Linked DNA regions of Rattus norvegicus: region 1 is linked to region 2. A link is a contact called in public Hi-C data. All regions are on one chromosome and are shown on one strand. The core of a region is the stretch at or near the end of the contact, and the rest is flanking DNA. Distances in the headings are between cores, read along the strand shown. Region 1 holds the start of Plk4 (polo-like kinase 4). Region 2 holds the start of Intu (inturned planar cell polarity protein).

Region 1 (3,625 bases), core at 777-3,276, 190 kb before region 2:
AGGACACCCACCTTCGCTTTCGGAGAAAGGCTTCATTCTGTTCTTTAGGTACCTGTTCATTTCTCCGTTGTGGCACATTTCTAATACCAGGTATACGTAATTGTTATCTTCAAAGTAATTATAGAGCTAAAACAGAGAAGGTGCAGTCAGTTACACAAACACCCAGCTTTCCTTAACTACTGTAATACACCTTATATCTTACCTCCAAGACAGAGGGGTGTTTCAACTGGCAATGTATTTTCACCTCATTTTGGACTCTCTGTACCATTCCAGCTTTGTACATGGCTTTCTTATCTATCTAGAAATAAGAAGAGAGATTTATTTTGTTTGATTTTTATGGTTCTGTAGTTTGATCTAGAATCCTGTGCATGCTAGAGAAACACACTCTACCACCTAGCTGTAGCCCTAAGCCCAGACAACAATCTACAATTGTAAGAAGTCCTTTTTATATGGTCTTGGAAGTCAATTTACTCTCATCTGTGCCTCACCCTTGCCGAGTACCTAGCCGAGTACATTCAAAATGTGTCCAATGCATTTATGTGACAGCAGAGGTTGGCCCTGGATTTAGCATTTTCCTTTTTACAAATCTTCAGAGACACGATTACAGGCTGACCATAATGATATTCTTGGACTGCTACAGCCACACATGGGCATATTATTCTAAGTACATTGCTAACTTTTTCATATAAGTATTCATAGCAACAAAATGTATTAGTCTCCCGAACACTATAAAGTATAAAAACTTCACTTAAGCAAGTTAAGAGTCTCTTAAATGTCTTTAAATTCAGATGCTGCACTTAACAGCACTGTCTTTTGAATATCCATTATATTATGCAATGTATTACTACATATGCACACATGCGGGAGGTGGCAGGTGCATGCAGTCTTTAGTAGATAGAGTGGGCATTTTGAATAGCACCCCTCTATTGCTCTTTAGTACCTTGCAAAATACTGAAGAAACAATAATTAATACTTTCTTACCATTTTGATTGCAACTTCCAAACCAGTGTGTATGGACTCAGCTCTGTAGACACCAGCAAATGATCCTTTACCAAGTAGATTTCCAACCTTAAAGTCCTTAAAAAAATTTAAAGATTACAAGTGAGGAATCGCAGAACTAGAAAGCAAGAAAGCTAGGTAGGAACTGGAATGTAAAATGGGCCAGGGGGAAAATGGGACATAGTTCAAGAAGCTGCCACACCTCGATGATGCAGGTGTCTGGGGTGGAAGGCATCTTGATGCTGAGAGACTTTCTAAGCTCCAGCCCTGTTGGAAGCTAAGGACTCTAATGAGCTGGTTAACTCGGGTCCCAACTCTGGTCCATCAGGCTCCCGCCGCAGCTCCCGCCACGGTAACCGCCGTCCCCGGGGAGGGGGCAGGCGGAGCGCGGCTTTGGAGGCGGGAGTGGCAATCCGACGCCTAGGGGAGCCGGGACCGGGCGGGGCCCACAGCTGGCGACACACTTGCTGGGTACCAGGCGCTCCCCTCCGGGCGGGGCTCCCAGGGGCGGGCCGCTTCGCTGGTCCCTCCACAATCTGCCCAGTCACTGCGCCTGCCCGCGGAACACCGCATTACCTGTGTCACTGAGCACCAGTGAGTGAGCGAGCGCCTCATCCAGACTAACTCAGCCTGCGCCCGCCCGCTCCGGTGTTTGTACCAAGCGGTATTCCGACCTTCCCTCAGCACAGTGCTCGGTGCACCTCAGCTTAGTCGGTCCCCGAATATCAGAGTCCGCCTCACTCGGACCTTCCCTCGGTTCCGCGCCCGCCCGCCCGCCTCACCTCGATCCTCTCTCCGATGCACGCCGCCATGTTCCCGAGCCGCCGGTGCCCCGGGTTCGGCCGTCTCGCAGTCCCTCCGAGGCAGCGCTCCGAGAAGCCAGCAGGTCTTGGCGCCCATCAGGATGCTTTCTCTATGCCGCCGCCGCTGGCGACGCCGCCAACGCCACCGAAAGTTTATCTCGGTACCTCCAGAGGCCTGGGCGGCGCATCGATGCTCCCATTTTGAAAAATTCCCGCCGGTCTCCGAACCGGCCAGGCTGGCGGTGACGTCAGCACTCTCCACTTCTGAGAGGCTGAGACCGACGCGCATGCGCGGCAGGGGCTTCCGCGCTCTGGTCCGGAAGTGGGTCCAAGTTTGATGGAAAGTGGTCGGTGTGAAACTGACCAAAACGCGGACGCTAACAGTGGATGTTTCTAGTTGGTAGGTTACGTTTTGATCTGAAGGACGACGCAGTTTCAGAGCCGGGAGCAGAGCGCAATACCAGAGGGTTTCCCTAGCATACTCCGGACTTTGGCTTTCCCTAACAATTCTTTCAAATAAGTGTTTAGACTTGACCTGGGGGGGTAAAGTCGATTACCTTCCTTAGAATAAGCCCCGCCCACCTTGTACACCTTCGTAGTTTTTCCCCTTTATACAGCTATTATGTTTTTCCCCTTTATACAGCTATTAATGTGTGATGCTTTAAGATGATGAATAGTATAGCGAAAATACCGACTCTGCTTTAAAGGCGTGGGGATGTACTTGAGTGGTAAAATGCTTGTCAAGCACGTACAAATCCTTGGGTTCCAGCCCCTTCTCTCCCAGCAATCCCCTGCCCAGGCAAATATTAAAAGTTGGGACACAGCGACACACTCGTTGAGTCCGTCCTTGGATTGTAACAAGTTTCAGGTTAACCTGGGCTACCAATCTCACAAATTATATGTGACTTAGGCTAAGTTATTTTCCTTGAAAACTGTTTTGAATAGTAGTAAGGATCTTTACAAGCAGAGAAAAGAGGTAATCACAAACTGTTAGTAAATAAACCTGCAGGGTTTTTTTTAAGCTTAGTTGTCCTGAGATTTTAAATCAGATGCAAAAGATCAAAAGTAATGACTTGTTTTTAAGGCCCGAAATCGTGTGTTATCTCTCAGTCTGCCTGTGTTTTATCTCCTTTAAACAGAAGTCCTAATAGTATTACAATCCAGGTCTAGGTTGTTATCCTGAAATGCCAGTGACTCCAGGACAGGAAAAAGACTGGTTTGGAAAGACAGCAAACCAAAGATAATGGCACTTGGGGAAGGAGCGTGTGTGTGTTTGTCTGGCAACAAAAATGGATCTCAAAGGGCAGTTTAGAAAGACTAAGTGAGGTCCTTATTTGGGACCATTTTCTTTGACTGTTATATCCTTGAGATAAATTAAAGCCAATCTCCACACATATTTAGATGAACACATTGTTATCCTGCAAACAAAGCATCATTTCACAAGTGCTTGGCCCATGCTTTCCAGTTCCAGTTCTCAGGGGTTGGAGATATGACACAGTGATTGAGAGCTTGCTGCTGTGGGAGAAAGGGCCATATTCATCAGTCCTCCCTGCTGTCAGCTTGCCTTCTGTTACCCAAGTCCATGGGCTCTGATGCCATCTTCTGGCTTCTATTGGCATGACACTCATGTACACAAACCTATACTTACATATACTCACATTATAAAAATAAAATCTAAAAAACAAAAAAAGTTGATTATGTGCTTGACATTCTCAAAGCTGCTTGAAAACAAATATGCCTGCCCTATGGAGCTTGCACTTTTGTGTGAAGAGATATTTTATAATTAACATGTGATTTACATACACACAGGAATGACTGCACAT
Region 2 (3,955 bases), core at 1,369-3,868:
AACACAAACACACACACACCAGGCACAAACACACACACACACACACACACACACACACACACAGGCATACACAGGCACACACATATATAGACACTTAAGTGCACATTAAATATTTTTAAAACTCTACCAGAAATGTTATCCTAAGGCAATTTCATCTCAAAAATAATAAACTTACTAACGTGATCACATACAGGTCAAACTATTTTGATTAAAACATGCATGAAATAATAACTTGCAAAAAGAAGAGTCAGTCAATAACAGGAATCTTGAAAGTCCAGGATATGGAATATGCCTTTCTTTCTACACTTCATGGAGGCCACAGGGGTAGCAGGCACTTTGTACATCTCTGATTTGAAAGCTTCTGATTCATAGTTCTAAACCTCTCATCAGAGTGGCTCTTCCCAAAGCTGGATGACCCAACTCACACTGTAACTGTAGCTTATGGCAGGCAGTAAATACCTAATAAAACAAACTATTTGAACTTCCCAAGGCAGGTCAGCAATCTCTCCTTCATGTTACACATACCAATAAGGAACAGACAAAAAAGAAATCTGAATGTTGGTGGGAAACAGGCAATAGGCGTGTACTATCAGCACAAGGGCACTGGGATGTTTGGAGTGGTTGGTAAATGAGTGATAAAGACATAGACACATGTATTCCAGACCACAAAATACAGGTTTTCCTACAAGGTTCTCAAGAAAACCCCACTGGATGCTCGAGGTCATTTCAGGACTTAGGTACAAATTATTCCTAGGAGAAAGGTATGTGACTAAGATGTAGAGAAATCAAGCATGAGAACCTCAGTCTGATGCTTCCACAGCACAATAAGGTTTTGTAATGTCCGTTTCCTTCCAGGAAACTCATGAAATGACCGTGTCCTGGTTAGTACTACCTGCCAACTTGAGACAACCTAGAATTATCTAGGAAGAAAATCTCAATTGAGGAAGTGCCCTAAATCAGATGGATCTGTGGGCATGTAAGGAATTGTCTTGATTGATAACTGATGTAGATCCCAAGCCAGTGTGGTTCTGAAACTACACAAGAAAGCTAGCTGGGCTTAACCAGCGTGCCTGCCTGCCCGCCAGCCCACCAGCCGGCCCGCCATCATTGCCCTCCATGCATCCTGCCTTGAAGCTCTGGCTGTGAAGTGAGTTCTTTGATTGGAAGGATTGCTATGTAGAATGGCAAAGCAGGCCTGCCTCAAGGTCCTGCCTTGAAGTCCTTCACTCAGTAATAGACTCTGATCTGGGATTTTAAGTAAAAAAAAAACTCCCCTCTCCTCAAAGTTGCCTTTGGTCATAATTTCTTACCAGAGCAACAGATGTGAATCTAGAACAAACTACAACATTTTGAATCACTTTTTAAGATGACAACAACTTATAAAAAGTTGATGTTCTTACATCTGTTCAGAGTTTTAAGAACACGATCTATCTGTAGTAAGCTTCTAGCATGGATTTAAGCAGGGTTTTCCCTTATTTTTCGTGACAACTAAAAAAGAAAGAATGTGTTACATACGGTTGGTTGAAGATGGTCACAATTATTTGTAACTGCTAGCTCTAACTGCAAATAAAATGTCCTCCTAAAACTACCGATGGTCTTTGTGTACACAGTGGCCTGAACCTTTTCCCTGCCATTCACTGTAAGTTACCCGTGGCTTTTCCAAGAAGTCCTTAATCCATAGCAACAGGGACAGATTCCTTAAGAATTGAAATACTGTCACTCAAAATAATTCATTCATAGTATTACCAAGGATTCTGGCTTGAAGTAGAAACCCTGGAGTTGAACAGAAAAACACAGCATGAATATGCTGAAGACAGAGAGGATGTCTTGATACGAGGGTCCTCTTTCTGCTATCACTTCCACAAGAAACATCTCTCCAATATAAAATAGTTGCTTTATAAAGTGTGTGTACGGTGTCTCTCTCCAGTAAATACTCTGGAGTCTGAGGGTGCAGAGGGAAGTCATAGGTTGGGTCGTTTGCTGCTCTTGGAGAAGACTGGAGTTTAGTTTCAACCACCAACACGGTGGCTCATAACCCGGGAAACTCTAGTTCCTGGGATCCAATGCCCTCTGCTGGCCTCTGTGGGCACCTGCACTCATGTGCAGATACCCACACAAAGACACACAGGTACATATAATAAAAAGTAATAAAAATATAAATGTTAAAGAATGCTCTGGAGTCTAAGACACAAGTGAGGTAAGAAGCAATGTTACGGGGGAAGGTTCAGGAGCACCACAGAGATCCTTCACAGACACAGAATCCACCCAGAGGCAGGGACTCTTTTATTCGGAGACCGCAGCAAGCAGGCCAGCACCCCACTCCCCATACGTGTGCTCAGGAGAGAGGACCCTCGGTTTCCTGGAGCCTTACGTGTCGCTGCTGGCTGAGGAGCAGGAGCCCAAGCTGCTGGCCCCGGCGTCGGAGTCGCTTTCCTCCTCTTCCTCTTCCTGTGAGGACAGGTCTCCAGGGAGCTCGGGCGCGCGACCTCGCGGGTCTCTCCTCGCAGGGTCCGCCATCCTTTCGGTCGCGAGAGCTCCCGGGGAGAAAAATCAGACTCTAGAGCCCGCCAGCCCTGCCTTCAGCAGCTCCGCCATTTTGCCAGGCCGGGTCACGTGACCCTGGTACTCAGCTGCGATTGGCTGGGGCGCCGGTTGCCCGGGAGACAGGGAAGCTTCTCGGTACAGAGGCGGAGCATTTTTGGAAACTAAAGTGCTCTTTTCACAGCTAGTACAAACTTCCCTGTTTGGCATTTCCTCACGCTCTTGCACGGGAGAGCCAAGCAAAGATTCTTTTACTCTTTTCATATTGACAGTTTGTACGATATCTTATTTTCTTTTTTCTATTATGTTTTAAAATCGTGATCCAAAAGGATAGGTTCTATTTAGCTAGTTTTTGTGGGGTTTGTTTGTTTTATTTTTGACAAACAGTGCCTTAGAGGTAAAGACCCTCTGCATTCATGCACTTCTAGGTGCTAGTGAAAATCCCTCAATTCTTTTTTTTTAATTTATTTGTGATTTGTGAATAGGTACATCAAGTATGTTTAAGGTACATAATAACTATCCATTGAGTCCTTCATCGCTGACTCAGTTACATTCTGTCTATTCATATGCCATCCTAAATATTTGCATACAACGAAGTAAATAGTTCTTTTATGTTTAAGTTAAAAAGTAGGGCTTAATGAATTAAGAACGAGTATACAGCTAGCAACAAAGTCAACTAAGAAATGAACTTGAAGCTTTACAATACACTACATTTTCTCTTCAGGAGTAACTTCTCCAGGTCCCCTTACCTGTGGTTTCAAAGATCAGCCAAGGTGCGAGAGTATAGGGTGATAAGTTCCAGAATTGAACAACGAGTTCTAGATTGTCCATCACTCTGGGTTATGTGGGGAAATCTCACAGTCTTGCTCCATCCCACTTGGCAGTAAACCCACTTTTGTCAGTGTGCACACATTGTATATGCAACACACCTGTTAGTCACTTACAGTAGCTGACTGGCTAGAAGACAAGCCACCAAGGCATCAGTACCACAGTGACTGTATTTAAGTAAGGTAATCAACAGTAGGTTACAATGCCTACATTATTCTCCTAATATCACTCTGTCTAGGAAAAACAATCACCAAGGAAGATGCCCGTGACCTCAGAAGGAATGGAGACTTCTTCCCACAAGCAAGCAAGCAGTGGGCATCAACAGCATCTGTCCAATACAGTGGCCATCCACAGTGTCTGTGAAATCCAGTGGACATATAATCTCAGACTGCACATGCTGAGGCTCACTCCCTGAGACTGCTACCGCTTGACTGCCCTGGGCTTTAAGATGGTAGCCATGAGCCCCGGCTTGTTTTTACTTGTCTACTGTCTGCAAAGGGAGATGTCTGGAACTCTCTCCCTGTACTTGACTAATCTATTTGAGTGACTCCCAGATTCAGGAAAATTTTTATAATTACCCTTTTAC

What was found. A called contact is a pair of places that touch in the nucleus more often than the background predicts.
Region 1: a Hi-C map of hepatocytes shows a contact between it and region 2, with 1.6 times the contacts expected there. The contact joins the promoter of Plk4 here to the promoter of Intu in region 2. A contact is called at or near these places in 4 of 12 Hi-C or Micro-C datasets (the A7r5 cell line, Schwann cells, hepatocytes and 1 more).

What each region holds. Positions count from the first base shown.
Region 1 is chr2:125,728,881-125,732,505 of GRCr8, reverse strand. It overlaps Plk4 (polo-like kinase 4), which reads right to left and starts at 2,026. Exons shown (of 16, transcript NM_001395103.1): 1 at 1,782-2,026; 2 at 982-1,077; 3 at 203-298; 4 at 12-126. The coding sequence starts at 1,811.
Region 2 is chr2:125,536,436-125,540,390 of GRCr8, reverse strand. Intu (inturned planar cell polarity protein) reads right to left here and starts at 2,618. Exons shown (of 16, transcript NM_001421108.1): 1 at 2,372-2,618. The coding sequence starts at 2,517.